Regions from separate parts of the Muntiacus reevesi genome. Here region 1 is linked to region 2. A link is a contact called in public Hi-C data. All regions are on one chromosome and are shown on one strand. The core of a region is the stretch at or near the end of the contact, and the rest is flanking DNA. Distances in the headings are between cores, read along the strand shown. Region 1 holds the start of RPUSD4 (RNA pseudouridine synthase D4). Region 2 holds the start of CDON (cell adhesion associated, oncogene regulated).

Region 1 (3,977 bases), core at 316-2,815, 130 kb after region 2:
AATCTGCCAAGTAAACCCTAGTGAGAAATGCGAGACCATAAGGCCCTCCTGAGGCATTACCGAGGAGATGAAAGGATGGGCTTTGGGGTGATGCATTCCTGGGTCCCACTTTATGAAGCCTCCTAACTAGCCATTGATCTTAGATAGATTACTTGCCCTTTTCAACTTTTAGTTTTCTCATCTACAAAATGTAAATATCGCAATAATAATTATTTCTTGGGAATGAAAAGGCAAGAAACTAATGAAAGGATCAAAAGACAAAAATATACACAAAGCACTAGGCAATGTCTAACTTAATTCCTTGTTTTCATGTACAACCATCTCCATATCTCCCCCTAAAGCATTTGTACTTCTAGCTAAAACATGCCTTTCCCTCCAGCAAAACCCCTTCCACAAATGCATTTTTCCCATCAATCTTTCCTGACTCACTCCAGCTATCTCTGACAACTACATTTAACATTTATTAAAAAAAAATCAGGGTGTCCATTAAGGTCGAGGTGCCCTGGGGTTTTGCTAGGTATACACCAACACAGGTTATGTCCTTCTTCCCAATTTTGATGGGAAATAATTTGAAGACAGGAACTACACAGCCTTGGTCCTCTATAGCAACCCCTGGTGGAGGTTGGCACACAGCAAATTCCATACTGCTGGCTGCCAGATGCCTGGAAGATGGGGACCGTCTTCTTTATTTCTGTGTCGTCTCTGGTGCCTTACACAGGTCAGTACCCTTACAAAAGTCTAATTACTCTGAAAGCAAAGCTTCAGAAAGCCCCAGGAGTAATGCCAGAGTTGCCCCTCCCCCTCCCCGCCACGTGCTCCTCACCATGCACAGGGAGACCGTAGGGCTTATTGATGACCACGAGGTCCTTGTCCTGATGGACAATTCCCCGGCTCAGCGCCTTGGCCAGCACGTTGGGGTGGACGCGCTGTAGCTGCTCTGTGAACCGCACTAGTTCTCGCACTCTCCGCTGAACAGGGTTTGTGGGCGCCTACAGGGAGAGGAGGAGAGGCAGGAAATGCCCGGTGAGGAGGTCTTTCGCTAAATCTGGGTGACAATTTGGGAAGGGAAAGCCTGTATCTCTGCACTAGGCGCTCGCCTTCCTCGAGTAATTTGAGAGCAGGGGAGCGTGTCTGTCTCACTAGTATCCAAGAAGGGCTTAAGACTGGGGTCGTCAGGAGCCAAAGACCCAGCCCACAGGAAGATCCCGCACCCTGCTGAGCTGTCCCCTTCGCTTTCTCCTAGTTCTCCCACCACAAGCCCTCGACATTTACCTGACAGGTGTCAGAGGACCCGCCTCCCTCCCTCCCTCACCCCAGTGAGCGCACTGCCTCTTGGGAGTTGTGGTCCTTCTGGACTCACCGGCTCCTTCGTTTTCTGTTGCTGTTTCTGGGCCCGGAGTCTCTCTGCTAATCTCTGAGCATCCAGGGGCCGAGAGGCAGCAGCAGCAGCGGAACAAAGTGGCTTTGAGAAGAGGGTGAAGAGACTCCCGAGACACTGCCCGGAGCCCCGGACCCAGAGGCCAGGCGCGCTACAGCCGGACGCCGCCATCTTGCCGAGAAGGGAGGGACGAGGCAAGGCCACGCCCAGAGGAGAGCAGCGAAAGGGCCAGCGGGAGGACGGGTGGGCGGGCCCTGCAAGTCACGTGGGCGGGAGGGGCGGGGCCCTGGGCGCGTCACGTGGGGGCGGGTGCGTGCTGAGTGCGGCTGCGCCGGCCGGTAGCTGCAGCTGGAGCGGTGGCGTTTGGAGGAGACGCGGTGAGTGTGAGTGAAAGCCGGGTTGGGGCTGCGGAATGCCGGTGCCTCAAAGCTTTAACGTTTCTGCGGACCCAGGGTTTCCGTTCTCGGAGATCCCTGTCTCGAGAAACCGTTTTTCCCTTTGAGAGACGACCCCACTCAAAACCACCTCCCCGCCCCCGCGCTCGGTAGAGAGATGCCCCGTGAACGCTCGCCCCAGAGCCGTCTTGAGGCGCCCACCCTGTCCCTCTTGCTCCGAGGGACGCGTCGCGTCCCTTCTCCTTTCCTTATGGCTCGACCTTCGGAGATGCGGGATCAGTGAAACCTCTCCACCCCTCACCTCCTGACTCCCAGCCTCTTTGTTTCACGTTATAACTAGTCCTTCTCTCCCAGGGGTGACGGGGAGCCCCTTCGGTTACCCAGGGGCCTATATTTCCTTCCTAGCGAGCACCTTGAGTTTCTTCTGCCTTCTTCAAGAATTCATTTCTTGGAGTCTCCTCCTTCAACTCCCCTCCCCCCCGCCACACACACACACACGGCTTCCAAAGAGAAGACAAAGTACAGAGCAGGGACCTTCCCTTCCCTTTTCTCCTTCCTTCATTTCCCCCTCCGCCGTTCGCAGTCTGTCCCGACCCTCTCCTCTTACAAGGTGCAGCGTTGGGACCCCCATGCCCAAACTGCCTGCGACTTCGCGAAGTCAAGACTTTCTGACTTCACTAAGGGGTGGCAGGGAAGAGGAACGTCTGGTTGGGATGGTTATAAAAGTAGCTTGGGACACACCTGCCATCTGTTAAGGATGATGCCCTAGCCCTAAAGGGTTGTCAGAAAGCGAATGAGTCTGCGCTGACAGTTAACTGCCGAGCATGAAGGCTGCCAGACGAGTTGGTGGAATTAGGCTTGTATCCTACCCCTCTAAAACGGATTGCATAAAACAGAGTTGAACAGGTAAGTGGAACTAGCCTGCAGAAGACTCACCTGAAGAAGAGTTTGATCTAGATGTCAGCCTGTGATCTAAGGAGTCTGTGAAGTTTCTGGAGCAGGAGGGAGACTCCTTGAAAGGTAGAAACGAATCTGGCAGTTGAACGCAGGACTCATTGAAAAGGAGGGCGCTCTGAGAGCAGGGAGATCAGCTAGGATGCTGCAGTCTAGGTGGGCAGGAGTAAGGCTGTGCTTGGTTCAGTGGGCTTCTTCCCTACACCGTCCTGTCTGAGTTTAAATTGAATTTGAGTTGTGCAGATCAAGATGTATCAGTTGGCAGCTGCTGTTGAAGGGTTCATTCATTCTTTTTTTTTTTAAATCCCCCCATCTGGTGCAGTGCAGAGTAAACTCACAAATATCCCTGGACTGGGTGAGGTGCATCATAGGCTTGTATTAGGTGTGTCTGAACATTTTGAATCGTCTAATTTCTGTCCATTTTTAATCTAAAGAGTGGAGGAAGGAGTAGATGTATTTGTAAAGAGGGGAAAAGAAAGCCTGTGCGTGTTTCTGTTATGAGAGGTGATGGTTATAAATGTGAAGAATTTCAAGGGAGACTGGGGAAACAGCCTCTGTCTCTCCTACTGTTTTTCCCCCACAGATTCACAGGAAAGACACAGATGTATAGAAGTTGAGAATTACCACCTTTTACTGATAATGCCCCAGCCTCAGTTTCTAATTTCAATAAACAGTTCCACATCACATGTTACGGAGGTACTTGAAGCCTCCTTTCCAGGGACTCTAAAATTTGGATATCAGGACTTAAGTTTGTGTCGTTATGTTTAATTACAAGCCTGTTTTAGGTGAAGGACTTCTATGGTTTTGTGTGGAGGCCGGGGAACCTATTTCTGCCTTAACCTGTCCTTAATAGTGTTCAAAACGTGACTCCTATTCCTGCAGAATTTTCTTTGTGGCAGGAAACAAAATGAAGAACCAACTCAGATGCCATTGCCAGTGACTCAGACCTTGTGTTCTTGGGTTTCACGTTAACCCAAGCCGTACACTGTGCCTAGGAATAAAAACACAGGTTTCCGCCCCCCCCCCCCCCCCCCCCGCTTTTTTTTTCTGGAGAAGGAACTTTTAGATTTTTCTTGTTGAGCCTTTGTGAGAGAAATTTGAAGAGTTTTGTTTGCTTGATATCACAGTACAGCTTTAGCCAATATGGATACAGAAGTTTCTGTTTCCTTAGTGTTTATCCTATGAGTCTAGGCACTTGCTGGTTATTGAAATAAAGTTGCTTTCAGGACACAAGAATTTATGCAGAGATA
Region 2 (4,004 bases), core at 380-2,879:
GTTTTTGCATGAAAGTTAAACAATATACACATGTGTGTGTGTGTGCGTGCGTGCGTGTTTTACAGAAATATAAATGTTTCTGCTCCACACGCTGCCAAACACACACCCAGGGCACGTCTTTACGAAATGAAACAGGTTTTCTCCATCCTTCTCATATAACTTAGAGTATGAGGCAGTTTATTTCCACATGTGCAAAACAGAAACTACAGTATTTGGTGCCTCTCTGGGTTCCTAAGAATGCTTTCTAGTTAAGCACTCATTTAAATTTTCCAGAAATTTTCTAGAGGTCGCTTTCATCTTGTTCTAAAAGTTGAACTACTCCCACATTCTCAGCTAAAATAGACTACCCCCCAAAAAATGATCTATAAAATGTAATAGACTGTTTAGAATTGTACTGAGAATAAACCCATTTCATGCTCCAGTCCCCTCCCACCCTCTCCTACCAGACACTGTCCACTAGTTATGCCAAGAGTCAGCTGGAAAGTCTGCAGCTTGTGGCATCAGTGAGGCAAGGAAGGAGAATTGGCCTTGTTCACCTTTACTGGCCACTGGCCTGAGACTGTATCTCATGTTTCCTTTTAGTCCAGTCTTCTGTTTCTCAAGGTGTCTGATTTAAGGACACAGAGGTTAATGAGATTCCCTCAATTCTAGATGCCAACTTGGAAAGCAGCCTGCCCTTCAGGCACCTGCCACCCTCTGGAGTCTGAACTGGGAAAAACAGGCATTCTGGAGAAATCTCTTTTTGGAGAGCCTTCCACCTGATTTGGTGGGCTGGGGAGAACAATGAAGGGAAGGGCGAGAGAGGCTCTCTAGCCCCTCGGTGATTTATTACTGAAATTCCTAGATGTGGAGAGAATGCAACAAAGGTCTGGAAGCTGCAGAATGAAATAAATAGCGGGCTGTAATGTATTTAGCAAATGATAATGCAATCCACAGAATGCTTTACAGAGGAGAAGGAAAAAATACGCTCCCTGGGGCTGGGAAGTCACTGAGTCTGTGAAGGCAGAGAAAGATACATTGTGCAGGAAATTTCTCTTGATTCTCCCTACACATAAATCACTGTCTTCTCGGGCGCTCCGCGGGGATGGAGGTTGAGAGAGGCGAGAGATCCGGCTCCCTTGGGAAAACGATCCGGCGCCCCTTGCACCCCGCTATGCTTCATCTCACCTGCCCCAGCGGATCATTGTCAAAGAGATTGCATCGTGTCACTGACACCTCACCCCGCCTCCTCCACGAGGTGGCTGAGTCCCCAGGACCGGGAACCTAGGAGCTCCCCGCTGCGCATCCCTCAGTTACCCTTCCCAGACCCCGCACGCAGCCTGGACCCCCAGCCCCTCCCGGGCAGCCCGCTCTCCCGGACCTCCAGCTCCCAAGCCTCGTGGCGCCCAAGCCCGGTGTCCCCAGGCCACCCCCCCCCCCGCCCACCCTTAGGTGCGACCCCACCCGCGCACCTCTCAGCGGGGCTGGCTAAGCCCCCAGACCTCCTGCGCGGCAGCCGGCTCCGAAAGCCACCCCCAGGTCATCCCCCGCGCGCTGGCGGCGGCTACGGCGGCGGCGGCGGCTGCGATCCGAACGGGCCCCTCCATGCACCGGGCAGGGCAGCGGGAGGGCGCGGCGCCTCGCACGCCGGGGCGGGGGGCGCGGGGGCGGGCGGCGCGGGGTCCCGATCTCCTCGCACCAAGCCGCGCGAGCCGGGCACCCGGGACTCAGGGGAGGGGAGGCGGGGGTGGGTGGGCGGAGTCACCGGGGCGCGCCCCCGCGGCCGCGCTCCTCCCCGCCAAGGCGCGCGGGCGCGTCACCCGGCGGGCGCAGCGCCAGCGAACAGCACGCGAGGAGCGGGAGGAGGGAACCGGGCCGCGGAGGCCGCAGCTCCCCGCCGGCCCGCGCCCCGCCGGAGGGTGCGCGCGCAGCCTGCCAGATCAGCGGCGGGGGGACGGGCCGTACCAACGAGCGCGGGGGGGGGTGCTCTCCGGCAGGCGCTTCTCCCTGTCCCACTCTTGCTTGCGCTACAAGGGCGGCCCCCCAGGAAAGGAGAGGAAAGTCTCTGCTTTGGCTTAGGATGGGGGAGGATGAGCTGCCTTAGCAATGCTCGGAGTTTCCCATAATGCCTGCACTCCCTCCCCCCTCGCCTTTACTTCCCCGGGAGAGGCGGCCTTTGGGGCGGTCCACCTCTAGGCTCGAGCACGAGCACTACTGGCTTACTCGGTCCCCGGCTTCCCCGCCCAGGCCCCGCCCCTCATCCCTCCACCTAAGTCGTCTGCGGAGCCAGCCAGTCCATCCCTTCTCTTGGCTCGAACCTAGTGTCTGCCTTATGGCTCCGGCTTCCCGCCGCTTTTGGTTCCTTCGCCTTTGCCCCACGTTTAGTATTTAGATTCTTAGGCGGTGAATCTTCCTCGGGTTCACCGCTTCTCCCGCTCTGTCTTCACATACACGCAGGCAGGTAACAAAACTTCCCAGAGACTAGGAGAGGCTCAGCGTCGCCTCGGGCAACCACCTCGGCCTTTGGCCCCAGAGTCTTTCCAACTTGTCCTTTGGACGTGCCCCAAATGATCTGATTTCGGTGAACTTCAGTTGTTCAAACAGAAAAGGGGGAAATAATTTCTACTATATTTAAAAGGTTGTTGTGAAGCATGATACTTAGCGGAAAGCACCTGCCGCAGCATGGGCATTCGAGGATTGTGACCTCTATATATTTATAATAATAGCAGTTAATTTTTTACCATCATCGTCACTTACTATTTAACTACAAAAAAGAGCTCTAATGATACTTGGAGTTCAAAAACACTCAGTTCAGAACATCAGGAGAAATATGACGTTCCTTACCTTCCATGGGATCGCAGAGTCACGTGACTGAGCGACTTTCACTTCACTACCTTCTTAATTGAATTTCACAAGCAAAGGCTATGAAAGTGTGGTGGTGTTCAGACAGTTTAGTTTTTTTAACTTTAGCTACATCCAGGGTCTTTATGAACGCATCGGATCCTAAGAAAGTCAGTATAGGAGAGGGAACAAAGAACTCTACTTCTTTGTTCTCTATTGTTTCATTTTTTACTTATTCAAACCGAGTCTGTATGTTATTAACTTAAGGTATGTTACATGATTTTTTTCAATCAGTAAATAAGATGTCCTGTAAACAGTGAAGGTTTATTTGAACTGAGGATTTTGTATGAATGAAATCTGCAGGTTTCTTGCAGCACTCTGTAAGGATCCCATAGCAGTTCCCCTACAGACTTTTGAGGGTTCTCTCCTGGAACCTCATTGATTCTGGGCTTTCCCAGGACTCATAGTGCCCTCTGAATATCAGTATACCTATTTGAGGCACTAGTGGTAAAGAACCCGCCTGTCAATGCAGGAGACGTAAGAGAGGCAGGCTCAATTCACAGGGGGTTCGGTTCTTGGGTTGGGAAGATCCTCTGGGAGGAAGACATGGCAACCCACTCCAATATTCTTGCCTGGAGAATCTCATGGACAGAGGAGCCTGATGGGCTACAGTCCATAGGGTCTCGAAGAGTCAGACATGACTGAAGCGACTCAGCACACACACATGGTATTGTTACTCTTAATCAGGCCTGAGAAATAATCATGATGTTTCTGAATGCTGATTACTCCCTTGCTACCTTACCTGTAAAGTGGAGAATTCGTTTCAGGGGCAAATTGTTTCCCATTAATAAATTATTCACTTATTTGTTCACTTACAAATGTAATATTTTACAAGTATTATTGAGTACCTACTCTTGGACTGCAAGGAGATCCAGCCAGTCCATCCTAAAGGAGATCAGTCCTGGGTATTCATTGGAAGGACTGATGTTGAAGCTGAAACTCCAATACTTTGGCCACCTGATGCAAAGAGCTGACTCATTTGAAAAGACCATGATGCTGGGAAAGATTGAGGGCAGGAGGAGAAGGGGATGACAGAGGATGAGATGGTTGGATGGCATCACCGACTCGATGGACATGGGTTTGGGTGGACTCCGGGAGTTGATGATGGACAGGGAGGCCTGGCA

Evidence for each region. Hi-C and Micro-C count contacts between places; a contact is called where the count stands out from the background.
Region 1: a contact with region 2 is called in a Hi-C map of blood, with 5 times the contacts expected there. The contact joins the promoter of RPUSD4 here to the promoter of CDON in region 2. A contact is called at or near these places in 2 of 3 Hi-C or Micro-C datasets (blood and muscle).

Annotation. Positions count from the first base shown.
Region 1 is chr5:28,624,888-28,628,864 of mMunRee1.1, forward strand. It overlaps RPUSD4 (RNA pseudouridine synthase D4), which reads right to left and starts at 1,566. Exons shown (of 7, transcript XM_065937370.1): 1 at 1,361-1,566; 2 at 824-989. The coding sequence starts at 1,549. It overlaps FAM118B (family with sequence similarity 118 member B), which reads left to right and starts at 1,655. Exons shown (of 8, transcript XM_065937377.1): 1 at 1,655-1,755.
Region 2 is chr5:28,489,932-28,493,935 of mMunRee1.1, forward strand. It overlaps CDON (cell adhesion associated, oncogene regulated), which reads right to left and starts at 1,630. Exons shown (of 21, transcript XM_065937369.1): 1 at 1,452-1,630.